Linked DNA regions of Sus scrofa: region 2 is linked to region 1. The links are chromatin contacts, called in public HiChIP or PLAC-seq maps. All regions are on one chromosome and are shown on one strand. The core of a region is the stretch at or near the end of the contact, and the rest is flanking DNA. Distances in the headings are between cores, read along the strand shown. Region 1 has its middle 52 kb from the start of NEK6. Region 2 overlaps NEK6 (serine/threonine-protein kinase Nek6).

What was found. HiChIP or PLAC-seq counts read pairs in DNA pulled down with a chosen protein or histone mark.
Region 2: a contact with region 1 is called in an H3K27ac HiChIP or PLAC-seq map of alveolar macrophages. The contact joins two enhancer-like sites. A contact is called at or near these places in 3 of 47 Hi-C or Micro-C datasets (heart right ventricle and liver) and 2 of 2 datasets of contacts at active chromatin or transcription factors (alveolar macrophages and skeletal muscle).

What each region holds. Positions count from the first base shown.
Region 1 is chr1:265,023,996-265,029,421 of Sscrofa11.1, forward strand. No RefSeq gene overlaps it. Among named protein-coding and RNA genes, the nearest start is that of NEK6, 52 kb to the right of the region's middle. Within about 2 kb of position 1,331, at least 10 of the 83 cell types and tissues checked have an H3K27ac peak or open chromatin away from gene starts, as enhancers often do. A contact at or near this core is called in alveolar macrophages, where this site is marked.
Region 2 is chr1:265,100,419-265,105,410 of Sscrofa11.1, forward strand. The region is part of intron 1 of NEK6 (serine/threonine-protein kinase Nek6); the gene reads left to right. Among named protein-coding and RNA genes, the nearest start is that of NEK6, 25 kb to the left of the region's middle. Within about 2 kb of position 2,218, at least 53 of the 83 cell types and tissues checked have an H3K27ac peak or open chromatin away from gene starts, as enhancers often do. A contact at or near this core is called in alveolar macrophages, where this site is marked.

The DNA.
Region 1 (5,426 bases), core at 81-2,580:
TCCTGAAATGAGTTTTTGCCCTGTTTCGCAGGCCCGGCCTTCACTAGGGTGCTCCTCTAAAGGGCACAAGGACAGGCCCATGGCAGCCCAGAGACTCGAGGTCCACCCAAGCCAAGGCCCTTTAGTGATAAGCTGGGGGCATTTCCTCATTCCCCAGGTCTCCCCAGGACACCTGCCAGCATGTTCATTTCTCACCAACTATTCCTCATCCTCGTTTCCCTGGTTGGCTGCACTGGGGACGACCCTCCCAGCCCTGTTGGTCCGCTTGAGTGTAGCCATGGTAGGAATATTTACACCAGGGACATTGGCAAGTGCTACAAATTAGGGCTCTGCTATTGTTGTTCAGAGAGCCGGTTTACAGTTCACCCCTGGATTTCATTCTGGCGGCAGTTTCAGGACTGGCTCAAATTCCTTGGGCTCTAACAGCCAGACAGAGGCTGGCCTCAGCTTGCCCAGGCTCCTGGCTGTCAGGTGTCCCACCTGCCTTCTGCCACTACGTCTGTCTCACTAACTCTGTCTCTCTCACAAACACATCCCTGTCTGCCTTTTCCTTCTTCTCACTGTCTTTTTGTCTCATGCTCTTTTTCTGTCTCTCTCCTTGTGCCACTATCTTTCCTTCCATGCAGCTGTCTCTCCCTCCTCTCTCCCACAAACACATTTCAGCCTGTGATCAAGTCTTTCCTCTGCTATTTTATGAACAGGCAGCCAAATATGCCCCCCACCACCACCCAGGTTTAGGACTCATTTCAAGTAACCAGCCCCAAAGGCAGCCCAGCATTTCTGAATCTCAATGCCAAAATCATGAGAGAGAGAGAGAGAGAGAAGCTGATGGGCTCAGCTTGAGTCAGCATCCAGCCCTGGTCCAGCCACTGTCATCAGGAGAGCAGAGCAGTGAGAAATTAACAGGGTCTGTGGGACTCTGCCTCGGGGGAGGAGGAAGTCTCCAAGAAGGGAGGTGGAGGCCAGAGGAGCACAAGAGATGCTCATCACATCTGTCTGCCCAGGTGGACCCTCTCAGCAATCGGTTTCAACCTGAAGCAAGCTCGAATCCCCCATCCCTTTGGCCATAGTCATCTGAGCTCCCAGTGTGTCCCCATTCTCTTCATTCCAGCACAAGCCACTTCCCTTCTTGGAGGCTCAGCTTCCTCATCTGTGAAATGGTGACAAAAACCCCTCCCAGAAAGGCAGTTGCAAGATCCTACTCGACATCTTGTGGGCAGAGTGCCCAAGGCCCTTTGGTCAGAATGACCATGACACATTTGAGTTCCCTAAAGTCCCAGAAGTTCCCCTGGTCTTCACCCACCTACCTCCTCCTCCTTCTTCCTCTCCTGCCACCACCATCCTCCCCCACTGCCAGTGTGGTCCCCGGATGTCTTGTGGTCACACCCAGTGAGACACACCACCACCCTCACCACACACGCATCACTAATTTGCAACACCCACCAGGGCGCCTGCACTTAGTTATTGAAACCACTGAATTCTGACCCTCCTCTCTCAGTCACTAAGCCTCATGCCCAAGCCTGGCTGGGCTCCTTGTGGACCAGCCTTTGCCACCCAACCCCCAGGCTGGATACTGTGGGGGATACTAGCAGAAAGGGGAGGGAGGCAGGAAACACCAGTGTCTACAGGACATCAAACACCCTGGGTGCTTCTAAAGGCCTCCTGGGACACCCTCCACATCCTGTGGACAGAAGCATCTATTGCTTTATATTTCTTCTTATTATTATGTTGTCATCCATTGAGTGAATGTTCCCTATCCTCTCTGGCTGGGCACTGGAGATCTGGAGATGCGACAGAGCGGGTGCTAAACTTGGGAATCTTTTTTTTTTTTGGCTTTTTAGGGCTGCACCCATGGCATATGGAGGTTCCCAGGCTAGGGGTCCAATCAGAGCTGTAGCTGCCAGCCACAGCCACAGCCACAGCCATGCCAGATCCGAGCCATGTCTGCGACCTACATCACAGCTCATGGCAATGCCGGATCCTTAACCCACTGAGCGAGGCCAGGGATCGAACTCACAACCTCATGGTTCCTAGTTGGATTCGTTTCTGCTGCGCCACGATGGGAACTCCCAACATGGAAATCTTAACCCATGCCCTAAGGCTGTCCAGGTCTCATCAGCCTATGGGTGGAAAATAAAAAATCACATGAAGATACACACCCAGCCCCCCAACCCTCCCCTCACCCCAGAACTCCAGTCTACCTCGAACCCCTACCTGCCACCCTCATGGTAGTTCTGGTTGACCCCAGTGGAGATTTGAATGGAGCCATGAATCTGTCTGGGTTGTGTTGCCCTCTGCTGGCCTCTGCCCCCCACCCGCCCCCCCACTGGGTGGTGAAACTCTTCAGCCCTGTGGGCACCTTGGCTGGCCTTTGAGGCCCTGAGTCTGCCACTCTAGCCTCTGCTCCACCCAAACTCTGCCTTGGCCTTGGCCTTGGCCCATCCTCAGGGGTTACTGAAGGCTCCCACGCCCAAGGTTCAGGCAGCTCCTGGGTCTGTGACAAATGGCTTTATTCTCAGCCAAGAGGTCCCTACAGTGGGAGGGCTTAAGCCCACACGTGATATAGAGGTTGATGAAGCTGCGCCTTCAGTTCAAAACACACGACAGCTTTCTCCCTGGGGGCAGCTTTCTCCCTGGAGGAGATTTAGGGGGGCTTCAAATCCGCAATGCTCTTTTTCATGCAGATCCTGTTGCTTGCTCCAGAAGCCACGTTTTCTAAAGATTCATTCTCCCCACGAGGCCCTGCAGCCCCTCCTTGCACCCCGACTGCCACTGGCCATTCCCAGCTGCAAGTAGCAGAAACCTCCACTCTGCTGGCAAAATGTCCTGTCTCACAGGAAACTGAAGGTGGGCAGGCCTGCTCCCAGGTCCACGGGCTCTGCACTAGGCTGGATGTGTTGGTCCGCACACAGCCGCTGGCTTCTGATCTGCTCTGCTGGGCTTTCCTTGGCTGTTGGAAGGTGAGCCAGTCCCCAAAAGCCTTTGTGGGAGTTGCTTTGTCCTGGAGCCCCTGTGATCGGCTGGGAGAGGAGTGCTCTCCTGCTCACCGCGGCCCCTTCAGCCCAGGCCTCAGAATAAACACTGGCAGAATAGACCAGAACCCAACCCACAGTCTGCAGCCCAGGGCCCAGCCCTGCCCAGCCCAGCCCAGCCTGAAGTGGCTGAACCCACAGGAAACCTGCTGACCCGTGACCTTGAGCCTGAGCAGTGGTGTCACTCACTGAATTTGGGGCACAGTTGTCTTGTGGTATTACCCTAGTCACAGCTGACGACACTGGAGGTGGGGTCACTTTCCTCAGGCCTGTCCCCTCAGGTCTCGGGTGACTGCTGCAGGGCCAGGAGCCACGTCTTCAGACAGCCACATGGAGAGGCAGGAGAAACAAGGAGCTTTTCTGCAATGGCTCAAAGGGGACACCTTCCCCAGACGCCTCCTCCCCCATAATGTCTCCTCCTGTCTAGTGGGCAGAGTGGTGTCATAGGCCTGTCACCCACGTTCTAATCAACCAAGGCAAGAGGGGTGGAAGCACGGTGATTGGCTCACATTAGAGAAGATCCCCCTCCTAGCGGTGGAGAAGGGGTTCCCTGAATCATAGGGGTGCCCAGCGGTCAACCAGACGGAGAGGGTTCAATCAGCGAGGGTGGAAGTGGGCCACAGCGAGTGAGTGGGAACCCACAGGTGCAGCCACAGACTCCTGCAGCCCCAGGAAACTGACAGTCAAATGTAATATCTCTTAATGCATATGTCAAACACTTAATTGTTAAAACAGCACCGCGATTCTTATTTCCCCGTGATTCCAATCGGTCCTCTCTGGGTTGACAACCTTAAGGCAGTCGTGGACTGCCAGATTTTTAGCAGAAGCATTAAAAAAAAAAAAATTAGGCAGACCTCTAAAACGTAAGACAAAGAAATGTTGTGATTCATAGGGGGTTTGAATCTGTGGCAGTGGGGGACAGGGAGCAGGATTGGGGGGGATCCCCAAGCTTAACCTGCTCAGCTTCCCTCTTCACCTCCTCCCACTCAGGACCCCTGAGATAGGGTCAAAGAGCCCAGGATTCCACCAAAGTCAGTTAGGAAACAATTATTTACCAAAAACAGAAGCCACGTTTATTGAGTATCTACTATGTCCTAGGCCATTGTATATATATTGGCACCTTTAATCTGACAATATCCTTGGAATTCGCTTAGTGGCACAGCAGGTTGAGGATCTGGCATTGTCACTGCAGCAGCTTGGGTGGCTGCTGTGGTTTGAGTTCAATTCCTGATGCAGGAATTTCCTCATGCTGTGGGCACAGCCAAAAAAAAAAAAAAAATCTGACAATATCCTTCATGCAGTGCCCCATTCCCTACCCGCCACCCCCAGGGGAACTGGCCTCAGGACAGCGCCCCAGGCTGGCAGTGAGGCGCTGGGGAAGAGCATTCATTCTGAAGGCAAGGGGTGGCTCTGGAGGTGGCCTGGGTTTGAGTTCCAGTGGTGACTTGGACTTGCTGTGTGGCCTCGGGCAAGTGTCTTGACCTCTCTTGGTCTCAGTTGCCTCATCTGCAAAATGGGCTATCCAGTCCTGAAGCTTTGACATCCTAGGATTTACATTTAGGCCAAGCCACGGGCCTGGATTGACAGGAGCTGGGCGAGTCCTCTCCACCCACAAGGCAGGAACTGCATGGAAGGGCCTGGGCCTCCGAGAGAGGAAGTGAATCTGGAGCCTCTGCACCCCCACTCACCCCCCACGCACTGCCACCATCTGACCTGATTAAAACCCAGCCCGTGGGGCCCGACGGTGACTCAGCCCCTTGCCCTATCTGATAGTCAAAGTCTATTCCTAGAAGTTGAAAGTCACTTCTCTTCCGCAGCCATCGCCACCACCTCCTCCACGAGGCCAGCTCTAATTCTGTCCTTTCACCGCAGAGCCAGGGCGAAGGCAGTGACGGCACAGGGGGTTTCAGGGGAAAGTCTGGGTGGGAAATCCAGGGCCGGGCAATCCTGGAAGGGGTGAGAGAGGCCAAGGGTGGTGAGAGGAAATAGGATGTGTAAATGGAGCAGGGGACAAGGCCTCAGCTCTGCCACTTACCAGCTGTGTGATCTTGGGCACATTACATAATTTCTCTTTGTCTCAGTTGTGTATAAAATAAACAGGAGGAGTTCCCGTCCTGGCGCAGTGGTTAACGAATCCGACCAGGAACCATGAGGTTGCGGGTTCGATCCCTGGCCTTGCTCAGTGGGTTAAGGATCCGGCGTTGCCGTGAGCTGTGGTGTAGCTTGCAGATGCGTCCCGGATCCCGAGTTGCTGTGGCTCTGGTGTGGGCTGGCGGCTACAGCGCCGATTCGACCCCCAGCCTGGGAACCTTCATATGCCACGGAAGCAGCCCAAGAAATGGCAAAAATGAAATGAAATGAAATGAAATAAAATAAAATAAAATAAACAGGAAA
Region 2 (4,992 bases), core at 968-3,467, 77 kb after region 1:
GTTGAGGATCCGGCAATGCTGTGACCTGTGGTGTATGTCATCGCAGATGCAGCTTGGATCCTGCGTTGCTGTGGCTGTGGTGTAGGCTGGGCAGCTGTAGCTCCGATTGTTCCCCTAGCGTGGGATCCTCCGTACGTCGCGGTGTGGCCCTTAAAAAAAGACAAAAGAATTAAAAAATAAATAAATGTAGTAGTTTTCATCTACCAACCCCAAAGAACCCCGGTTTTCTCATGTGCTTTGTGGGGAGCCAATTGTATTGTTACCGTGGTTGAATTCCGATTCTCCTCTTATCTATTCCTTGATTGGTTGATGGGTCTGGTGGAGTCAGAGGTGAAGCTGTTCAAACGAGCAGTTCTGAGCTTTAATGTTTGTCTCTGGCGCATTGCGTGCAGTGGGGAAATGGGCTGGGGTCAGAGGTTCCCCAGGCCTACCCAGCCATCAGCCTGTCTTGCCACTGACACATGACCTATGGCGAGGGGCTCACAGCATCACGTTGGGTGCGAGGCCACGTGGCGCGGTCCTGAGGTGCCCAGCAGGTGAGCCGGCTGCTCCCAGGATCTGTCCAGGCATAGTTTCCCATGGAGGGGGAGCCTAGCCTAGCCCAGGAGCCCCTGCACCCCCTCTCAGAGCCACATAATGCCAGGGGGCTCTAGAGACTGATCTGCCCACCGAGGGGTTCAGCCACACCCTCCCACCCTGCCACCCACCCCCAAGGACCCACTTGGGATACAGTCCAGATATTTTTTATGTTGAATGGATGAATGGGGGCGAGCAGACCGAGGTGTCAGATACTGCCTGGATGACTTCATATACTTGGGGGTGGGGTGGGGGTCACATTTCAGCATCACCAGAACCCACTTCTCATCTAGGGAGACTGAGACTCAGAAAGGTCAGCATGGTGGCCAAGACTCCCAGCCAGTCATCCGCGGGGCTGGTCTTCACAGGGCTTTGACCCTCCAGGCCTGTTAGAGCACCAGCCCCTCTCCTTGGCCTTTGCCTTCCAATGCCAAGCTCCCCGAGGGCTGGACCCGGCAGCCCAGGACCAGGTCCATACTCCCCCTTCCCTCTCCCTCCCTCCCCCTGAGCACTGTGCCCCCATCTAGAGCACACTCACACCCCACTTTGGTGCCCGGCAGGTGGGCCTCCTGTGTGCCAGGCACACCTTGGGTCTTTGGCCTCCACCATCTCATCAAGCGAGCTTTTTAGGGAGGGCTTCCAGTGTTCAGATCACGGCAAGTGAGGCTCATAGAGGTTCTGAAACTTGGCCTTGATTTTCCAGCAAATAGGTGAAGGACCTCCAATTGAAATTCAGGGAGGGCCATTGCCTGTTGGAACAGTCCTGCTGGAGGAGAAGGGTCATTTGTTTGTGGGCCGGCCTGGGGCAAGATGATTGAGAAGCCTAGACTGTGTCAATGGTTTGGGGGGGCAGGGGGGAGCCAGATGGAAGAGGCTTTCCCACCAAAAAAGAGCCGGGAGTCCGCTGGGGTCAGGCAGGGCCGGCGCTCGGGGTGGGATTCGGGCTCTCCCTTGGCTTCCTGGGCAAGGTGTGCTGATGAGGCTCCCCAGCCAGGCCAGTCCTTAGACACCCTGCTCTGGCCCTTTCTTCTGTGGCCTGGGTCGTCCTGCCTGTGCAGTGGGAGGAAGGAAAGACCCTCCCTCCTCCTCTCGGACTGTTGATTATTTGCTAAGCCGTTCGCTGCACCATCTGAGTTCATTGTCCCTGCGACCCTCTGAAGCCTTATTCGTAGTACCTGGCCCGCTCCTTGGCTGCTTTTCTCCGTAGCACTTACTGTGTCTAGAATGACCGTGTCTGTTTGCTGCCACGTCTGGAGCCGTCTCTTGACTACACACCTCTGGAGGGACAGGACTTTCTCTGCCTGTGCCTCTCACGGTGCTGGGCTCTGTGAGCCTCTCAAGAAAGCCCTGGCACAGGATGACGGAATGAAGGAATCTCGTTTTCTTGGCAAGGAAAGGCAGCCCCCAGGGCACAGGTCTATGCCCTCTGGCCTGTCCGGGGCCGGCTGGGGCCTCTCTCACTGACGGGCCCTTGGCCTGGAATTCCAGGTGCGCCTGTGTCCCTGCAGGTCCACGGCGCCCAAAGAAACTTCCAGTCCACGCTTGTGGCTTTGGATCAGCTCAGAAGAAGCGTGTCCTGTGACTGCTCAAGGAATCTGGGCATTTAGCCCAGAAAAGAGTGTGTTTCCTGGCTTCCTGAGAACTGGGGCCCACCCTGCCCCTGGCCTGGGTGTGCAGGAGGGGAGGGAGGGAGGGATGGACTCCAGCCCTGGAAGGCAACGGCGTCAGCCCTTAGCATCTGAGGCTGTCCCGGCAAGGCCACCCCGGCACGGCTGTCAGCCCAAGCTCTCTGGGCAGAGGTTTCCCCCACGCTGGGGGCATCTCAGAGATGGGATTAGCGCTCTCGAGTTCCTGGCGAAGACACATTCCTTGAACAGAGACAGATTTTTATCCCCAGGCTTCTCTGCCAGCGCGCCTGGCGGGTTTCCACGGGGCAGACGTGGGTGCAGTGGTCACGAATTGCAGGGGTGACCGGCTTCCACTGGGTCATCGGGCCACCGGGGCCAGATGTTTGGAAGGCTCCTCCCCACAGAGGCAGGCATCTGGCCTCTCCCTCCAAGGCTGGGCGTGGGGTTTACGAGGTGCCTTTGAAGAGGGCTGGAGCCGTCCGGCCCGTGATGTCTGCCCGTTGCGTAATTTCGCAATTTGCTTTTCTTTTCACCAGAAGGGTCAGTGCGTGTCTCTCTCTCTCTCTCCTTGTCCCTCCTCCTTTTCATTTTTCTCCTCTCTTCCTCCCGATCCTCCCTCATTGACTGGCCTGGAATCCCTCCTCCTCCTCCTCCTCCTCGGGCTGGGAGATCACCCAGTCCTCAGAGGGGATTAACTGGAATTACCCACAGGTTAACTGGAATATTCTTGTCAAGTCACTGAGATGGAGAAAACCTCCTTTTTGTAACAAAAATTTTTGGTTAGGCATTCCCATCGTGGCTCAGTGGTTAACGAATCCGACTAGGAGCCATGAAGTTGCGGGTTCGATCCCTGGCCCTGCTCAGTGGGTTAAGGATCTGGCGTTGCCGTGAGCTGTGGTGTGGGTTGCAGACGCAGCTCGGATCTAGCAGGCTGTGGCTGTGGCGTAGGCTGGTGACTACAGCTCTGATTCAATCCCTAGCCTGGGAGCCTCTATATGCCGGGGGTGTGACCCCAGAAAAAGACCCCCCCAAATTCTTTTTTTGTCATAGTTGATTTACAATGTTCGGTCGATTTCTGCTGTACAGCAAAATGACCCCGTTATCCATATGTATATATTCACACATTCTTTTTCTCACATTATCCTCCATCATGTTCCACCACAAGAGATTGGATCTCATGGCCTGTGCTATACAGCAGGACCTCATTGCTTATCCACTCCAGATGCTACAGTTTGCATCTGCTAACCCCATACTCCCAGGCCGTCCCACTCCCTCCCCCTCCCCCTTGGCAACGCCAAGTCTGTTCTTCGTGTGCATGAGTTTGTTTCGAGAAAACCTCCGTTTTGTACTCAGCCGAGCGTGGAGGAGGCCAGCCTCCCTTCTCTTTGGCCAGGACATTACGAAGTCACCCATCAGGGCACAGCAGCCCGCAGTTTGGTTCCCAAACGCCAGACCCAGACCGGACCCAGGGCTGGGTGACACGGTCGTGGACCCATGGTGACGTGAGAAAACTGAAGGACAGGTCTGGCATGGGCTGCTTTCTCCTGTCAGGTGTCCCTTTATGCAGGACGGAAATTTTGTTTTAGATGTCAGGGAACGTCGGCCACCTTCTGTCCATGTTCGCAACTTGGGGGAAGCCTTTGAGGCCTGTGAAAGCCCCAGCCCTGGGAACCACTGACTGACTTCCTCTGCGGCTCCCGAAATGGAAGTTGAGCCTGAGGAAGTCTTGGGTGATGCTTGCAGTGCCTGGAGAAGCCCGGCTGCCTGTGAGGGCCAGCTGTGCCCCCCGGGGGTGGGCAGGGAGTGTATTCACTTCCTGGGGCCTCCACAGCACATCCCCGCACACAGGGTGGCCTAAGACAATAGACATTTATTCTCCCACAGCCCTGGAGGTCAGAAGTCCAAAATCACGGTGTGGGCAGGGTTGGTTCCTTCTGGAGGCCCCGAGGGCGAGTCTGTTCTGTGCCTCTCTCTCCTGGCTTCTGGTGGTTCCTGGCAGTCCTTGGTCTTCTGTGGCTTGAGCCCACATCACTCCCATCTGTGCCTCTGTCGACACACGCCCCTCCCCCTGCCCCCCCCCCGCCCCTGCCATGTGTCTCTGAGTTCAAGTTTCCCTCTGCTTATAAAGACACCAGTCATTGGATGAGGGTGACTGTACTCCCTGCCATCTCATCTTAATTTGATTGCATATGCAGAGACCCTCTTTCCAAAGAAGGCCCTGGTCCCCAGTTGCAGGTAGTCATAAGCTTTGTATTTGACCTGGTACGGGGCCTGGAGTGTGAAGAGGAGGAGGGCCTGCCAGTCTGGACAGAACACTGATGAGCCTTAGGGTGGAATGCCTCCGGCTGTTGCATTGGGTTAACCAGGGTACCCAGGGGGTCGGCTGACATCCCCGCCCGAGACAGAGGTGCACAAGGACCCCAGGCCTTGAAGGGGCAGCCGTTCTCACAGCCAGGGCCGGGTCATGTCAACCCCACGGAATAGACTCAGAGAGACCTGGCCAGGGGCTCGCTGACCCCGTAGTCCGTGCTCCGCATCCCAGACTCACTGGTCATACAAGTGTTTAGTCCTTCGGTGGCACCGGCCACGACAGCTTAGAGCCAAGGGCCTCTCCTCGCCCTGCAGGAGCCGCCGGTCCTGGCCCTGCTCCCTGGGCCAGGAGAGCAGCCCCTCCCCGTAATGACAGGGCCCCGCCGTTACCATTGGGTGACGCCTGCCAGCGCGGCCTCCGCCTGCTTTGTGGGTAAAGGGCAGCCTGCAGGGCAGGAAGGAGGGACCCAGGCTCTTC